Regions from separate parts of the Sus scrofa genome. Here all the other regions are linked to region 2. The links are chromatin contacts, called in public Hi-C and targeted proximity ligation maps. All regions are on one chromosome and are shown on one strand. The core of a region is the stretch at or near the end of the contact, and the rest is flanking DNA. Distances in the headings are between cores, read along the strand shown.

Region 1 (3,275 bases), core at 389-2,888, 330 kb before region 2:
TCCTTCTTGCGGTACTTTTAGTTAAAGGTAATATATTACTGAAGATGCTCAACGGCACTAATTATTAGAGAAGTGCATATCGAAACTACAAAGAGGTACCAACTCACACCAATCAGAATGGCTACATCAAAAAGTCTACAAACAGAAAATGCTGAAGAGGGTGTGGAGAAAAAGGAACCCTCCTACACTGTTGGTGGGAATGTGAATTGGTACAACCACTATGCAGAACAGTTTGGAGACTTCCTTAAAATCTAAAAATAGGACTACTAAATGATCCAGTCATTTTACCCCTGGGCATATACCTGGAAAAGGCAAAAACCCTAATTTGAAAAGATACATGCACTTCAATGTTGCTAGCAGTACTATATACAGAAGCCAAGACCTGGAATCAACCTAAATGTTGATCAACAGATGAATGGATAAAGAAGATGTGGTACATATAGACAGTGAAATATTACTCAGCCATAAAAAAGAACAAAATAATGCCAGTTGGAACATGAATGGAAGTAGAGATTATCATACTAAGTGAAGAAGGTCAGACAGAGACAAATATATGATATCGCTTATAGGTAGAATTTAAAAACTTGATACAAATGGACTTGTTTATCAAACAGAAACAGACTCACAGACTTAGAAAACAAACATGGTTACCAAGAGGGAAAGGGCCAGGAGGGACAAATTACGAATTTGCAATTAACAGATACACATTATTATATATAAAATAGATAAACGACAAGGACATACTATATAGCACAAGGAAATATACTGAATATTTTGTAATAACCTCTAATGGAAAAGAATCTGAAAAAGAATATATGCATGTGTGCATGTGTACATATATGTGTGTGTATATATGCATATGTATAACCAAATCACTTTGCTATACAACTGAAACATTGTAAATTAACTATACTTAAATAATATTTTTAAAAAAGACAATGCTACTCTTACAAATGAAAAACCTATAACGTTTCTTCTCTTTCAAAGTAATTTAACCCAAAGTATCCCAATTTGGGTATGTACAAAACCCTCACAAAGCACAACTTTTTTTGGGGGGAGGGGGGCTACACCTGCAGCTTATGGAGGTTCCCAGGCTAGGGGTCTAACTGGAGCTGTAGCTGCTGACCTACACCACAGCAACTCAGGATCCAAGCTGCATCTGCGACCTACACCACAGCTCATGGCAATGCCGGATCCTTAACCCACCGAGTGTTGCCAGGGATCAAACCCATGTCCTCATGGATGCTAGTCGGGTTTACTAATCACTGAGCCACAACAGGAACTCCTCAAATCACAACTTTTAAAAAGTCACTTATTTGGAGAGGATGTGCCAGCCCCGCAGATATAATTTTCTGCCACTAGATGTCTCTGAGTCTTAAAGCAGCACAGTAATGAGGTTTTTGTCTATTTATACCCACAGATCACCTACCTCCCTGTTAGAGAGTTTCATAATCCTCTTATGTAATGCTGGGCTGTCAGCTACAGTTAATCATCAGTTGGGAAATGGGCAGCGGGGATCTCAAGGGCTCCATGCCCCCAACACCAGGCTGGAAGTGTTGAGAGAAAGGTCTGTTCCTGTGTGACCACACAGAACCCCACAACCCTGAAATGCGTCCCTGTGTTAGGCAGGGAAGGCTTGGACAGGGAGATCGGGCAGCGGAAACAAAGAGCTGCCTGGGGCGTATGACCAGATGGATGCGGAGACCAAATCCTCCTTTTTCTTTCAGTTTGGAACCAGCAGATGAGCTAGCGGGCTGACTGGTATCTCAGCCCTGCATGTCTCCCCTGCCTGCAGGCACATCTTAAAACTCTGACTCTCACTTCACACCTGCCCCCACCCACACACTCAGACCAGGGACCATACAGTCAGCAAAAGCCAGAGAAGGCTCTCCACACTCCCTAGCATGTCATCAGGCCCTGTCATCAGTCTCCTTTCTGTGGGTTTACATGGACGCGTCTGGTCAGCCTAGCCAGGGACTCCCACTGGGTGAGGACCACTCTTCTTCAACTTTGCAACCCCTACGCCCTACGCCCAAATCTTTTACATGGCAGGTATACAATGAGCATCTGTTGAAACCAAAGTGTGATTATGAAAGTGTGAGAAGACTAATGAAGTTATTCTTCACTGATGAATCTTAAAAAAATAGCTCGATGCCTCCAATAAGAAGAAGCCATCATTTTTTCTTTTTTTTAGGGTCGCATCCACGGCATATGGAAGTTCCCACTACAGCTGCTAGCCTACGCCACAGCCAGAGTAACATGGGATCCGAGCCACGTCTGTGACCTACATGACAGTTCATGGCCACACCCGATCCTTAACCCACTGAGTGAGGCCAGGGATTGAACCCTCATCCTCATGGATCCTAGTTGGGTTCGTTAACCGCTGAGCCATGAAGGGAACTCCAATAAGAAGTTATCATTGATGAATGCATCCCCCTCCCCTCCCATGGTTATTTGGAGGCTGACTTTAGCAGCTCCTTAAAGCCTAGCATTTCAGTGTGAGGGTTAAGGGTGTGAACTCTGGAGTAAGGTGGTGTGGGGTAAATCTTAGCTCCAGGATGTATTAGCTCTGTGACCTTGTGGCTGGAAACAGGGCTTCTGTAAATGGGGACAATAACAGCACTCATTTCATAGATTAGTTGTAAAGACTCAGTAGGTTAATACTCATAGCATCGTTAGCACAGCTCCTGGTACATAGCAACTGCTCAATAGTGGTTAAGAGCTAGTGGCCAAAGTGAGAATGGCTGCAGTTCAAATGCTTCTATAACTCAGGCAAGTTACCTAAACTCTCTAAGCGTCAGTTTCTTCATCTGTAAAGTGGGGATAATGCTGCTCACCTCAGAGAGTTGGCGTAGGGATAGGAAGCTAGCAGCCCACCTTAGCCGTGATTACCAGTACGTTTTAGGTGTTGAGTAAATAGCTTGTGGGTAGGTTGGCCAGGACATTGGGAATTGGTCATGACACTGACATTCACGATACTGCCAATCCCCTACCTTTTCTTAAACACCTAACTTGTGTGCCTATTTCTTATTTCACTTGGTTCATAAAATCCCTGAAACTAACACAACATTGTAAATCAACTATACTTCAATAAAAATTTGAAAATCAAAACAACTCTTCAGCTCACTTTAATCCAGAAGTTGGTGGCGATTCATGAAACATGTGGTTCCAATCTAGTCCCTCATCAAATTCGCACAGGAAAGCCAGGAATGGAGGCAGCTGGGCAGGAAGGAAAGGTCAGGAGTGACTTGTGAGCTTTATTGAAACCAGCAGTT
Region 2 (3,205 bases), core at 464-2,963:
ATACCTTTAGCTTCCTTTGAGCAGCACTATAAGAAACAGCCTTATGAAACTCAGTTCGTGTTTACTATAAGCAAGTTACTGAAGATACAATCTATTGTATTAAATAGTTCTCCTCACTTATCTTGTAATTCAATCCTGGAAACATTTGGCCTTTTTCTTCTGAGCAACTGGTCCTTTTTTGTTTGTTTCTTATCTTTTAAACCCTATGACTCTTCTGACTGATTCTTTCTTGGTCACTAGGAAGCTTAGAAATTATGACATACCTACTGTGCAATAATTTTTGGTATATTCTACATTTTTGGTGTATATTGCCCAGGCTTCATTTTACAATGCCATCCTTGTTTTTCTCTAAATCTTCCTTTTTTAAAAAAATCTATTTTGCTCCTTTTGTATTTTGTAAACTTCCTCAAATAAATCCTGGACTAAGGTTAAAATACAAATTAGGCTGCTTTGGTATACTGTTTAAAGCACTGATTATTGAAAGAGAATGTGGCTAGTGACTTTCATATCTATATATATTTATGAGAAATTGGAAATGTTAGTAACAAAGGTGAATCATAAGAACAGATTAAATACCATTCCTTTATAATTAGGGTTATTAGAGATGCTAGGCATTTAATAATAGCAGCATTATTCACATTAGCCAAACTGTGGAAACAACCTAAGTGTACACCAACAGGTAAATGGATAAAAACTGTGGCACAGGAGTTCCCGTCGTGGCACAGTGGTTAACGAATCCGACTAGGAACCATGAGGTTGCGGGTTCGATCCCTGCCCTTGCTCGGTGGGTTGAGGATCTGGCATTGCCGTGAGCTGTGGTGTAGGTCGCAGATGCGGCTCAGATACCGTGTTGCTGTGGCTGTGGTGTAGGCCAGTGGCTACAGCTCCGACTAGACGCCTAGCCTGGGAACCTCCGTATGCCACAGGAGGGGCCCAAGAAAAGGCAAAAAAAAAAAAAAAAAAAAAAAAACCCCAAAAATAAAACAAAAACAAAAACCCCATGGCACATACATGATAAAATAGTATTCAGCCATAAAAAATGAAATTCTGATACCTGCTACAACATGGATGAACCTTGAAAACATTATGCTAAGTGAAAGGAGCCAGACACAAAAAGACAAGTAGCATATGATTCCACTTATATCCAATATCAAGAACAGACAAATTCATGGAAACAGAAAGTAGCAGTTACCATGGCTAGGAGAGGGGAATGGGAAGTTATTGCTTAATGTTTACAGAGTTTCTATTTGGAGTGATGAAAGAGTTTTGGAAAAAGATAGCAGTCATGGTTACACAACATTTTGACTCTACTTAAGGCCACTGAATTATACACTTAAAAGTGATTAAAATGGTAAACTTCATGTTATACCTATTTTACCACAGTCAAATATTTACAAACTAGATTAAATATCATTCTTTTTGTGATTAGGATAATTTGTGTTGCCAGTCTTTAAATGGGTTGTTAGTAGCTGCCATGCAGCTTTTCCACAAGGCATCCTAGAACTCAGGCCCCTAGTTGATCATTATAAAGAAGATCGTGTTTTATGAAAGGAACATTATACTTGAGAATTACATTTCAGAGAACTTAACCAAGGAAGCAGTATTGTGTAAACAGCAGAGAGGATCAGAAATATACCCCAAGAGCCAGGACACTATAGTAATCGTCACACACAAAAAGGTAGTAGAGAAGGGTGGCCTGACTCTGGACACTTGCCAAGGGCCCAGGGTGACCCTGGGCAATGTCTAATATGGTTCAGAAAAATGGCCTGCCCCAGGGGTCAGCATAGTGGGCAGGTAATGACAGACAGAGAAGCAGACAGGGCTACCTTACACACCTCTAGCCATGACAGGTAAAAGCAGACAAGAAGTGGACCCCTGGGAGGCTTACATAGGAGGGGCAAGTTCCCACCCCCTGGGAGAGGCGCAAGACAGGACCCCAATTCTAGGATGGAGTTAAGGGTGTATTCAGTTTCACAGATCAAGAACAGGGAAATAGGGTGTCTGGGAAAGCTATCAAAAGCCTTGACAATAATTATATCCTTCAATTATAAAACTTATTGATAAGGAATTTAATCCACCAAAGTAATTATTTAGCATAAAGATGTAACTATTAACACAAATATTTTTAGAACCAGCAGTGCTTAAAATAATAAAAACTTATGCTTTGAGTTCCCGTTGCGGCTCAGCGGTAATGAACCTAATATTCATGAGGACTGGGTTTGATCCCTGGCCTCGCTCAGTGGGTTAAGGATCTGGCATTGCTATGGCTGTGGTGTAGGCCAGCAGCTGCAGCTCAGATTCGACCCCTAGCCTGGGAACTTCCATGTGCCATGGGTGTGGCCCTAAAAAACAAATAAACAAGCAAACACTTATTATTAACTTATATGCCCAGCAGTAAGGATACCCATCCAGCAAAATAACCCTGTTCATTAAAAATGCTTTTGTGGAAGAATTTGCAAAGGCATGTAAATCTAGGACCAATCCTGTGGCATATGGAGGTTCCCAGGCTAGGGGTTGAATTGGAGCCTTAGCCGCCGGCCTACACCACAGTCACAGCAATGCAGGATCTGAGCCTGCGTCTGTGAACTAGACCACAGCTCACAGCAACACCGGGTCCTTAACCCACTGAGCAAGGCCAGGGGTCGAACCCGCAACCTCATGGTTTCTAGTCAGATTCGTTAAGCACTGCACCACCAAGGGAGCTCCAAGACACTTCCATTTTTATATGTACTATAACTATTCCTTGGTTAGATCTCTAAGTACTCCACCGAACAAATCAAAGTAGATTACATGGCCAGCATTTCATATCTGAAGCTATCTATGTTACTCACCTTCTTTTTGCTGCAAAGTAAGCTCATGGGATAAGAAGGGTCTTTCTTTCACTCATTTCATCTAAAAATGTCAAAGTATTTTATGACCTTTGTGTAGTTCACAAAAGAACAATTTTTAAAATTTTTGCATAAATGTGGAGGCAAAAGACTGGATTAAAAAGTTTGCTTCTGTGAGTTCCCTTCGTGGCTCATCGGAAAAGAATCTGACTAATAACCATGAGGACGAAGATTCTCGATCCCTGGCCTCACTCAGTGGGCTAAGGATCCAGAGTTGCTGTGAGCTGTGGTGTAGGTCACAGATGTGGCTCTGGCATTGCTGTGGCTGTGGCATAGTTCAGCCGCTATAGCTCTGATTTGACTCCTAACCTGGGAAC
Region 3 (3,661 bases), core at 593-3,092, 460 kb before region 2:
CCAGTAGCAGGAACAGGCCTCGGGCCTGTGAGGTTACAGGGTTCAACACGTGGTATTTTTCGAGCACCGAAAGGCACTTCCTCCCGGTCCTGGGGCGCCGGCAAGAACCTGGGGTGGAAGGAGCGCCTCCACCTATTGCCGGAGAAGGGGGCTCGACGCTCGACGCCCCAGAATCCCGCAGCTACTGGCGGGAGTGCCTTGGAAGAGTCCAATCTCACCCACTCTCCCGGCGCGTCATCACCCTAAACTTTGAGCCGCTGAGGCCGAGAAAATGGTCGCAGAGGAGGAAGTGCCAGGCACGCGAGGGGCGTGAGGCTACTGGCGGCACGGGTCCCGGAGGACACGGGGAACCGGGGTCCCGGCGCCCGAACCTCGCCCCACTGGCCCTGTGTGTGGGGGGGTGACATGCCCTCCCGCTCCCTCCCCCCGGGCCCGCCGGCCTAGCCCGCCCGCCGCCGCCGCCACCACCACCGCCTGAGCCTCATGGCCGCTCGCCCGCCCGGCCCGCATCTCACCGTCCGCCGGCTGCTGGAAGTTCACATACGCGTAGCCCAAGGAGCGGCGGGTGATCATGTCCCTGCAGACCCGGATGGAGAGGATGGGCCCGGCCGGGCTGAACTTCTCGTAGAGCATCGCCTCGGTCACGTCGGGGTGTAGGTCCCCCACGTAGAGCGAGGCCATGGGGTAGCTGGGGGCGCTGGGGTTCATCTTGGCACGGCTGCCCGCAGGGCCACAGGCCGCGACCTTTCCGTGAGAGGAGAGCGAGTGCTGGGGCCGGGGGGCCGGAGCCGGGGGGAGGGGAGCGGGGGCAAGCGCAGAGGGACAAAAATCAACCGGAATCGAAAACTACTCAACGGCCGCAGAACGGAGTCGATCCGCTTGCCGCTGGCTGCTGGCTGCCGGCAGGGGAGAGAGGGTGGCGGTGTCGGGTCCGGGCAGCGGGAAGGCCTCGGTCTCTTGGTTCCTTCTTGGAGCTGCTGCGGGGCCGCGGGCGGGCGGGTCGGTCTCGGCTGCTTCACCGGGTTATTTTATAAAAGAGGAAGAAAAAAAAATAAAAGTCTCCGGCGGGGGAGACGCGGATTTTTTGTAAATTTTTTTTGGGTTTTTTAAAAGATTTTTTTAGATTTTTTTTGGATTTTTTTAATAATAAATGTGTGTTCCGAGCCCGGAGCACACACTCCGCACTCTCAGCACTAACCGCCGGGGAGAAGGGGAAGCACCGCCTCCTGCACCCTCTACTTATACCCCCCGCCGCACTCGCCCCGCCCCCGCGCGTCTGACGCTAGGGCCCTACGCGAACGTCAGCGCCGGAGGAGGAGGAGAAAAGGGGGCAAGGAGGAGGAGGGAAAAGAAAAAAAGGAGGAGGAAAGAGCCGAGAGGAAGGGAGAGGTGGCGGCGGTGGCTGCTGCGGGCGTGGGGGTGGGGCTGGGGCGGAGGGGCGGGGCTTCTGCGCACGCGCCGCGGCCGGGGGAGGCGGAGCCTGTGCTGCGTAGCGCCTGTGGGGGAGGGGAGGGCCGGCTCGCGGGCTGCACTTGGAGGAGGTGGGTGGGACGGCCCCTCCTCCCACACACCCCGCCCCACCTCCACCCGGGAGAAGCGTTAACCCGTCACCGCGGCTGTGGGCGGCACGCGGGGCTTCCGGGTTCCCGGGCGCTAACTACCCCCCACGTGCACGGCCACCCGGGCCTCTTCCCGCCGCAGCCAACCCTGTTCCATTCGCCCACGCCCCCAAGGGATGCCGGGCACGAGTGGATGGGCGTGATCCCTTCCAGGCCCGGTTTCCCAAACGTGGGGGAAAGGAGCCAGGGCTGGCTCCTCCGTTCTCCTACCGGACCGCACTACGAGTCCCAGCGGGCAGTGCCGCCGCGCGCCTCGACCGCAGAAGCGGTGCTTGCTGGGAGCTGAAGTCCCCAACGGCCGCAGCGCTCGCTGACCCCAACTGGCCGCGGGTCCTGGCTGCCAGCTCGGGGACCTCCAACCGTCCGGTCCCTGGGCCCCAGTGGCGGCCCCGCGGTGCTTCCAGTAGAGGAGGAGAGAGGGGAGGGGCCCTCAGACTCCAGATCCTCTCGCTTCCGAGCCCTAGACTCTCCTCGTTCTGCCCGAAGGAGCTGTCGTTGGTCGAAGTGATTTTAATTTGGGGAAACTATTTTGGGGGCTTTGTCCACTTGCCTTTTTAAGGCATCGTGATCACTATTCACTTAGGTGGTAGACTGGAATCACTGATACGTGCCGTTTCTGCCAGAAATTTCTTTGAGGTAGAAAAAAGGTCTCGAGAAAAATTAATGTTTTTCTTTAAAGTATGAACATCAGTCATGCGTGACAGCACAGACCTGCAACCAAGCAAAATTAGTACTAGTCAAAACGCAGTATTAAAAATGTTTAAAACAATTTCGTAGTTAGTTATGGGCTTTAATAGGAATGCTAAACGTAATGAGTTGATAGCCATAAAAAATACTAGTTAATAGGAATGATGTTAAGTCAACATACAGATCCCACTTTAAAATAGTAATGCACTTTACAGATTTTAAAGCACTTGCAAAAACATCCTATCATTTGTTCCCTACAGCAATATTGTGTGGGAGGTGGAGCAAGGAGTAATTATTTTACTGTTAAAGGAATGGTCTCAAGTTAAATGCCCAATTCATTCTTCAATGCATGCCAGATACATTGCCAGGTGTGGACTGGGTACTTTATTCTCATTTAATTAAAATGTAAACTTGCAGAATCCCCCATAAGTGCTAGTCTGTCCCCAACTGGTAGGAAGAGTATAATATTTTGGAAAATACGTTGCTTTATGTGCCTTAGTATGCAAAAGAGCAAAACTGAGGACTATGCATTAAGAAGACATATCTACTACTAATGATAAATCACCATTCAATCTATTAGAACTCTGTGGTTAACAGCCGTCCATATATTTATTGAATACTTAGCAAGTGTATCTGTAGGGAAGGAAAACAGATGAAAGACACAAATACTTGTCTTCAAGAAGCTTCTAATGAGCTCTCTGGTAATCATATAAATATCAGCATTAGTCAGTACAATTAACAGCCAAGCCTAGCGTTTTATCTGGCTCTGACAATTTTCTATTAGATACTAAATTAGTTTTCTTAAAAAGAATGATGGAAATGCCATTATTGTACTTCAAAGAAAACATAATTTCCTTTTATTTAGTATTTTCCTTAAATTACTGAACAGAGACAATATGAAACACCAAACAGGGATAAAAGAAGAGGTGCACTCATTAAAAGCAGGGTGAAGGGAGAGCATCCCCCAACAACTTGCAAATTAGGTTACACCAAGGGTGAAAATTACCAAAACCCATTCATAATCACTCAGATCATCTATCCAGGAGCTTCAACATATTCCTCTGGTAGAGAAAGACGAGGGAGAAGTTTCTGGTGGACCTCACTAAACATTGTAAATAACAAAGGTTAAAAAAAAAAAGTCTTCTTGGGGTCTAGAAATTTTGTCAGAGGACAAGAGTTTGGCAAGCACTCTTCACAGTGGGTTTGGGAACTTCAGTCACTAGAACGGGCTTAACCTCAGGTTTCACTAGAGCCTGGATTAAGTAACTCTCAAAAGACTTCTCTTTGTTATAATCCATTTTGAACAAGCAACCTCCCAATTGCTAAATCCAATTAATAGTCAAGCCTCCAGGGCC

Evidence for each region. Hi-C and Micro-C count contacts between places; a contact is called where the count stands out from the background.
Region 1: a Hi-C map of mesenteric adipose tissue shows a contact between it and region 2, with 2.7 times the contacts expected there. A contact is called at or near these places in 14 of 47 Hi-C or Micro-C datasets (alveolar macrophages, embryonic fibroblasts, fetal heart ventricle and 8 more) and 1 of 2 datasets of targeted methods (alveolar macrophages).
Region 3: a targeted proximity ligation map of alveolar macrophages shows a contact between it and region 2. A contact is called at or near these places in 1 of 47 Hi-C or Micro-C datasets (embryonic fibroblasts) and 1 of 2 datasets of targeted methods (alveolar macrophages).

What each region holds. Positions count from the first base shown.
Region 1 is chr4:36,079,249-36,082,523 of Sscrofa11.1, reverse strand. No RefSeq gene overlaps it. Among named protein-coding and RNA genes, the nearest start is that of PABPC1, 57 kb to the left of the region's middle.
Region 2 is chr4:35,746,614-35,749,818 of Sscrofa11.1, reverse strand. No RefSeq gene overlaps it. Among named protein-coding and RNA genes, the nearest start is that of ZNF706, 20 kb to the left of the region's middle.
Region 3 is chr4:36,206,717-36,210,377 of Sscrofa11.1, reverse strand. PABPC1 (polyadenylate-binding protein 1) reads right to left here. Exons shown (of 16, transcript XM_001927747.4): 2 at 516-2,330. The coding sequence starts at 708. Among named protein-coding and RNA genes, the nearest start is that of PABPC1, 71 kb to the right of the region's middle.